Linked DNA regions of Mus musculus: region 2 is linked to region 1. A link is a contact called in public Hi-C data. All regions are on one chromosome and are shown on one strand. Each heading gives the region's core, a stretch centred on a gene start, on an enhancer-like site or on the middle of the called end of the contact. The rest is flanking DNA. Distances are from core to core; before and after follow the strand shown. Region 1 has its middle 31 kb from the start of Twist2. Region 2 has its middle 7.1 kb from the start of Gm46242.

Evidence for each region. Hi-C and Micro-C count contacts between places; a contact is called where the count stands out from the background.
Region 2: a contact with region 1 is called in a Hi-C map of uterus, with 4 times the contacts expected there. The contact joins two enhancer-like sites. A contact is called at or near these places in 9 of 484 Hi-C or Micro-C datasets (the AtT-20 cell line, the N1E-115 cell line, cranial neural crest and 5 more) and 1 of 115 datasets of contacts at active chromatin or transcription factors (pancreatic cancer cells).

What each region holds. Positions count from the first base shown.
Region 1 is chr1:91,768,746-91,772,619 of GRCm38.p6, reverse strand. No RefSeq gene overlaps it. Among named protein-coding and RNA genes, the nearest start is that of Twist2, 31 kb to the left of the region's middle. Within about 2 kb of position 1,624, at least 22 of the 459 cell types and tissues checked have an H3K27ac peak or open chromatin away from gene starts, as enhancers often do. A contact at or near this core is called in the N1E-115 cell line and uterus, where this site is marked.
Region 2 is chr1:91,870,655-91,874,528 of GRCm38.p6, reverse strand. No RefSeq gene overlaps it. Among named protein-coding and RNA genes, the nearest start is that of Gm46242, 7.1 kb to the left of the region's middle. Within about 2 kb of position 1,953, at least 71 of the 459 cell types and tissues checked have an H3K27ac peak or open chromatin away from gene starts, as enhancers often do. A contact at or near this core is called in the N1E-115 cell line and uterus, where this site is marked.

The sequences.
Region 1 (3,874 bases), core at 375-2,874:
ATTTGTGCAGCTTCCACTGTAGCTGACATTGCCCCTTATCTGACTCTGGGCACTCATCCTCCATCAGGGATCTTGGTGCCCTGGACTAAGCTCATTGTGGGTGTGGGATAGAGTCTGCTGTGTGCCACCAAAGATCATCCCCAGAGTGTTGGCCAACAGCTGTTAAGTCTTCTGTCATTTCCTATGCCTCAGCTCAGAACATGAGCTCCAGACACCAGAGGGCTGCAGCCCCGTAGGATTAAGATGTCAGGTTCAGCTGCAGCGCTCAGCCTCCTCTGCCTCCCGACAGCTCCCGAGCCCTAGCAGAGCATCCCAGGAAAGCTCCCAGGTCTAGGAACTCTGAAGGATGAGCTTAAAGAGAAAACCAATTCTGCAGGGGCCGTGGAGTGCCACGGGGATGGGAATACTTGCATCCACGCCCACTCAGTACCAGCCCTGACTCCTCCCAAGCCAAGAGGCAGGTGCTCCCAGACAGATTCTCCTCCTTCCCCAGGTAAACCGAGATGTTGGTCAGAACGTCTCCCAGCGGTGACAACTCTGGACTCAAGAAATTTTGACGTATTCTTCACCAGATTGCCAAGTAGATGTTTCTTCCAGGGCCCTAGCATTGTAATGATAAGATTCTGCTTGCAACAAAAGCCACTTTGAAATGCTCAGAACTGTTCACAGACAGACTCATGCAGAGAGCAAGCTAGACACTTGCATTTTCAGAAGGTAGGATAGACTAGAGCCAAGGACCATGTCTCTTTCATGTGCCAAGGGAAGGCCAGGCTAGCCTCTCTAATCTCCTGCACTAATTGATCTGTCTCTCTGAGAATTCAGATAGAACACTCTTTAGTCACCTTTGTTGATTCTTTCAAGTTAGACTCTTACCTCGAAGAGCAAAATATGTGTGAAGCCCCCTTTAGTTTTTTCTTTTTTTTTTTTTTATACAGCGAAACAGACACAGGGTCATCTTTGAAATTAGTAGACTCACTGTGTTTATCTCCCAGATTATTGGATGTGACTCCACACTGTGGACAGTATTGGCAGAGGGCACATTGATGGGTTCTGCTTCCAGCACGGGGCGCGTTCCCTCATGTTGAAAGTCCTCCCAGCACTTCACAGTAACAGATCACTTTATAGCCCATCTGAGAGCCTTTTAATTTAAAAATGTGTTCAAGCACTTCTAGAGGACCATGGCATGCTGGTGTTTGGAGCAGGAAAACCACTTCTAAATTCTTAAAAATAACCACTTTAAAAATCTCAAAAACCACATCAGGTAACTCTTTCTCCCTCTAGTATTTTAGTTCAGGTTTGAAGAGGCGGCATTATTTCTGAGAGGAAACATACAACAAACTTAAAACTACTCTCATTGTACAATTACTCTTTTCTAAGTCGTTACCCTGTGATGTTCGGGGTGTGGCCTTTAAGAGTCGACTGTAAATATAATGTTTACAATGGCAAGAGAGAAAGCTCTGGGAGAACCAATCCTGGTAGGTGTTCGAACTCTCCACTGTCCCGCGTGACTTAACTGTCCGTGAACCCTGTCAGGGATCCATCAGATAATTCAGAGAAGGCCTCCAAGGGAACACCTGCCTACTGTACTCAGGGCAGGAGGGCTTCCAGTCACTAATTACTGATCGACTCTGAGACACAGGAGGGTTGATGCTGCTAACCCGGTGTGCTGGGGGGCAGGGCGATGCAGCCAGCTGCAGGGCTGGAGCAAAGTGGGGGGCGGGGAGTAAACAACCATGACCGTTAGCTTTTACTAGGTGAGCATGCCGCCCCCGCCTTATTTTTTCTCTTAGAAGTGCCTCCCATAAATGGTGGGAATCCTATAAATATCCCCTCCCTAGATCCACGGGAGGAAGGCATAACGGCAAAAGGGGAGTCTGGAGCTGTGGTGGAGTGGAATTCCACGACCCTAATTCACAACCATTCCCTGCAGAATCCCTCTGCTTTCAAGTGGTCCCCTCTTGGGGCTCCCAGAGTATTCGAGGCCAGTGCCAAGCCAACTATCTCTGCTTTTTATCTACTGACGGAAATAGGAGCGGTACACACAAAATTAGCTCCATAAATAAATGCTGAAGTCTAATTGCCCGGCCGGCCCTAGCCCAGGAGGTTGTGGAGAGGCGCTCTGGTCTCTTTCATCTCTGGCTGCAGCTGGCCCGGGACGCAGGAAACCCTGTGTTTTTTGCCCTCGGAGAAGTGCTCTGGTGGCCGACGTCCACTTCCCTGGTGGAGAAATATTTACTTTGTGCTAATTGGTCTCCTCTTGGCAGCCTCAGTGCACCATCATGATTCTTTGAGTTGAGATTGAGTCCTCTGGCGGAAGGAAAGAAGGTGGCAGGCTCCTTGGCCTGGGGGCATAGAGTTAAGGGAGACAGCCTGTGCTCATCTGGAACCCGCTAACCAAACATCTGTTCCGGGACAAACTCTGTCCTCAGAGTCCTTGGCTCACAGTCTCTCCCCACAGACACCTCTGCCCTCCATTCCTGTGGGAGGCACTGATTGCCATCATTAAAGGGCAGGGTGCCCCGCCCGCCAGGTCCTCTGATTCCTTCTGCCAGGTGCTCTAAATATATTTTGTGACTTTGATAAAGTAACCATACACCCAAGATAGGAGATGTGGAGAATACAGAAGCAAGTATCAGTGGAGGACTGCCCATAATCTATCACTCGGAGGTACCCACACCAGGAGCTGGGAAGATGGGCCCATAGGTAAGAGTGCTTGTTGCACAAGAATGAAGATCTGAGTTCAAATCCCCAACACTCATGTAAAAAGCTGAGCGTGAGCCTATAACACCAGTGGGGGATGAGGTTCCAGGCTTAGTGAGAGACTCCATATCAAGGAAATAATCCAGAAACATCCTCCAAACACCTACAGGCTTATAGCCCATACATATACATAACCATAAACAACAAACAAACAAGATCACCCCAGGCATCCTCAATGTAGCCTCTTAAAAGGAGCCTTGTGAGTCTTACCCACTTTAGCTAACAGGACAGGGTACATTTCCTACAATTATTTCAGACTCTTGGGGAATAGTTTACACGGGCAGTGTAGGGTTTCATCACTAATTTTCTGGTATTTATTTGGAGATCTGCATCTGGTGATGGACACGCGGGTTGTGTTCAGACTTCCTCCTTATAAATGAGGTGGTGATGAACGCCTTCAGGCCCGACTGTTTCCACTTTCCTTATCCCCCCCAAAGAAGACGAGTGGGCGTGGCGTTGCTGAGTGATCACTTTTAATCTACACTTCAAAACCACTTTCCAAAAGCATTCTATTGGCCTTCCAAAAGAGCCCACGAGAACACCCAATCTACCCAGACTTAGGCCCAGTGTGGACAACAGGGCTTTAAAAGATGCTACTTAGAGCTTGCTTTTCTGATCTGCAGTTATCAGTGATGATAAATAAGTTTTTAACTTACTTATTCTATCTTCCGTATTCTTGTTACTCTTGGGGTTTTGTCTTCTCTCGCTCTTCCCTCCCCCTTTCCCCTCCCTCTTCCCCTCCTTTTTCCTTCCCCCTCCCCCTCCCTATGTGTGTGTGTGAGATTGTGGAGTGGTTTGAATAAGAGTATTCCCTAGAGATTCAAATATTCAAATTCTTGCTCCTGTTAGTGGCGCTGTTTGGGAGGCTTAGGAGGTATAACCTAGCTGGAGGACATTCACCACTGGGGGTGGGCTTTGAGATAAAAGCCCTGTGCCGCTTCCAGTTAGCTCTTGCAGGTCCCTTGCCTGCTCCTACCAACATGCCTACACTTGGCTCCTTTGCCTCTCCACTATGATGAACTCCTTATCCCTCTTAATCCTAAGCCCCAATAAACCCCTTCTTCCATAAATTGCCGTGGACATAGTGTTGCTTATAACAGCAAAAGAAAAGTAA
Region 2 (3,874 bases), core at 704-3,203, 100 kb before region 1:
AGGTCTGAGACTTGCGCCCCTCCCTCAATCTCTTCTCTGCCAGGAGCACCCCAACCTACTTCATCCCTCATCCCCTTCTAGTGTTCAAGGTGAGAGCAGCCAGCTGTCTGTGGATTCCTTGGTGCTCCATGCTAGTGGTTCATTAGTCCTGGTCCTGGCATGGCTTGTTGGTCCCAGGAACATCAATAGAGGGTGGTATGGGGCATTGAAAGGAAGCTTACACAGGCCGGTTGCCTCCAGATAAGCAGACACTCTCCCTGTCTGTGTGGCCACACATGGATTTGCCTTTGATAGCCAGAGCAAGAAAAATGGTCTCCGCTCGTTGGGCTGAGCAGACCCTGGTTTACCTGAGTAGGTGGGCACCAGGATAAGGGAAAGCATGGGAGCCAAAGGTGGGGCAGCTCAGTGAGGACTGGAGGAAGGAGGACAGTGAGGACTGGAGATGCTCCAGGTAACAACCGAGGGACCTGACGTGTGGGTAGCTGCGGTCACCTCAGGGCTAATCTCTTGGTGGCAAAGGGATACAAGTCTGCAGTGGGATCCCCTGGTGTGGCTTGTTGATGTAGCTGGACTCTCTCCCCCCTTGCTGGGGAGGGTCAGCAGAGGTTGGAGGTCAGACCCTGACTCAGCTCGGCTTGACGAATTTACTTTTAAACAAACTCCTCTGGGCTTTTCCCCTGAGGCCTGTCACATAAATTTCTATTTAGTGCCACTGGGTCTCCAGCCAGGGAGCTGCCAGGATGTTTTGAGAAGAAGCTGGGAGATCACATGGTCTTGTCTCAGGGACTGTGTAGAGGAGAGCTCGGAGCTGGGTACCAGATGGAGATGGGAAAGGAAGAAGCTGACTGGAGCCTTTCCCCAGGGCTCCGTGAAACAGCCAGTGCTGAACAGTGACAGGCTTCAGGCCCCCGAGGTTCCCTAGTGGGTGCACACCTTGGGGGAGGGGGCTGAGGGTTACAAAACCCACCCTTCCCTGGGCTTGCCATATCTATAGAGGAAAAACCCAGCATTTCAGGGTCCCTGTAGGAAACCCCCTGTACTCTGGGCATTTTCTTACCTGTTCTCACCGCCCCCTACGGGGGGGGGGGGCAGAACAGTGAGGTGAAATCCTGGGTATATGTGTGCTGTTGATATGGACATAGCCACATACCAAGGACCCCTAATGCCTCAGCCCCGTGGAGGTGGCAAAGTCTTCCTCAGGTCTGAGTGTAGATGCTGATAATGTGTACAGAAAATGTCCACCATACATCCTCCCAAGGGAGGTTTACAGCTCGAAGACAGCTCTGCTTCTCTTGAGATGAGCAAAACCTGTCTCCCTTTTCAGCTGTATATAATAACCCTGACTCCTTGTTTTCTGTAATATACCCACTTCCATGGACAGCTGTATGCTATAGTCCCCCCTGCCAAATGCTCTATAATAAACACATCAGCTTCTGGGGTATTACAGCTTCTCCATCAGGTTTCCTGTTCTTGTATTTGCTTTTTCTTTATTTCCTGGGCCTCAGTCAGGCTGATCAGAACAGTGGTAAGTAACCTCTTCTCACACTAGAACCTAAGACTTGCAGGCCCTGGGTCCCCCTGAAAGCCACAAGACAGAGGTGCAAAGCCTCCAGCTGCCTCCTGTCTATTTTAGAAGAGTCTTTACAGACTGTTCAGCCCCAAGCCACACCCCTTAGTTACAGCCCCAGCTTGCATTTGAAAGCTAGAAGAGAAACGTGAGATTTTCTGTCCTGTGCTTCCAAGGAATCTCGGGAGAGCTGCGTGTATGTTTAGGGCAGAGCCAGGCCCTAGAGACCCCACTGCAAAGGAATCAGCCTGATCTGCAGTCCTTGGGAGGGTATCACAGTGGAGGTGCCCTCCTCCTGCTTGATGGGTGTGTGGCCCAGGCAGGCAGAGAAGGTGGGAGGGGTGCAGAGCCACTGAGAGCACAGCACAGTGCAGCCCTGTTTGTGTTGGCAATGCGGCTGCCCAGCCATTTCCAGGTTGGATGACTGCGTGATGGAGAATGTAGGTCAGGGGTTTAAGCAAACACCTTCTGGATCTCACATCTATGTGAGCGTGGGGAGGGGCTCAGTGAGCTGCCGGAGAGTTTGCTTAGTGTGGAATTGTCCCTGGATTGAAATGACAGCATCGTCAGCTGTCACTTACCTTGGTGTGGGAGGGAGAACACGGACAAAAGAGATGCTAACCTGGCTGTAGAACACAGAACAAGGACAACAGCCAACAGGAAGGCACAGCCTGGTATTAGCCAGGGCAGAAGGCAGCCATGGAGGGAACAGAGTGGGTGAAGGGATGTTGTGGGGAAGTGACATTCAAGCATGAGCAGGGGCCAGAGGCCACCAATAAACTCTGGAATGAAAGACTTCCGTCTCAGAGAGGAAACAACCCACCCCATGGGACCATGCATGAGCGCAGCCTCTGTGGCAGGTCCCGTAGGCTCACACCTATGATCACCATGGAGTACTCCCACCTGCCTTTCACAGAGGGGCACCCACAGATGAAACCAAGATGTCTGTCTGCACCCCAAGATGAGAGTCTTCACTGACACTTGTTATTCTGTGATCTTCTCCCTGGTCCCTGAAGCTCTGAAAACACAGGCACTAGCTGACATCAGAACATGTCCTGGGTGGCCTCTGGAGCCAGGCCAGAGCTGTCATTAAACAGGGAGGGAGACCTCTAAACTGCTTGCTACCAAGGGCCCATGGCAGTCTTGCTTGACCCAGGGCTCCACATTACCTGATGCTAGGGAGTTTATTGTCCTAGCTTTGCTGGTAGAAGTTCCAGAGACCTTGGGGGACACAGCCTAGAAGCTACTCATTTGTATGGCCAGCTCGAGGCAGGGGCTACAGATTATAGGAAGACACCTCTATGAGCTTCAGAGGGGGCTGGAGCTACCACCCAGCTGCCCACTCACTGGTATGTGTGTGTGTGTGTGTGTTGCTCCCCAGGAGTCCCTGTCTGCTCATTTTACATAGAAGTCATCATACTATCCTAATCTGGTCCCACCCAGCAACCCTGCCCTTGGCCAGAACCCTGGTACTGGAAGCCTGAGTTGTGGGCAGGTCCTGCTCCTGAGCATGGTGGCCCTTTGGGGAGAGACTCAAAGACACCCCCCTCCATGGAATTCCTCTCTCCCCTTTGTCTTTGCTTCAAGAGGATTTATTGGCTTGAGATGGTGTCGCTGTGTGGATAAGAAAAAAATGCTTTCCTGAGGAACCGCAGAGTGGCCCTGCGAGTCCCATTGCCTTGGTGGGAGGCCTGACCTCACTTCCTCCACTGCAGTAATTAATGGGACAGAAGAGCAGCCTCCGAGAGCCAGGTCCCCAGCAGCAGCATATACTCACAGTGCATTATTTCTGTGTAAGGAGCCCTCGGGGCCATTACACTTGCAGGTCAGTGGGCACAGAGGCCACTCTGGCTCACTCGGTATTTACTGAGAAAACATCACATGTCTTCTCATCTGCTCTTACACTTAATATTTGACACTAGTCCATATGAAAAACAAGTGGGTATTTTGAATGGGGGGTTTTCTTCTGAGTTCCAGGAGCCGAGGATCAGAGTCTGTGGTTACAGACACCTCATGGGGGATGCTTTCCTTTCCTTTGGGCTGGAGACAACTAGGAGAGGGGGGTACTCAAGTCAAAGGTCAGAGACCAGAGGTCCTCCTCTTACCTGTCAGAAATGAATCTCCAGCACTAACCATTAGGATGCCCTGCTTCCTTCCCCTCCTTTGCATTTTCTCTCAGCAGGCAGCTCTGCCTGTGACCTTCTCACCCTCTCACTCACCAAATATTTACATGCCATAAGCCAAACCTCCTTCCAGGCACTTGGGACAATCTCTGAGGACAGTGAAGCAGACCAGATCCCTGTCCTG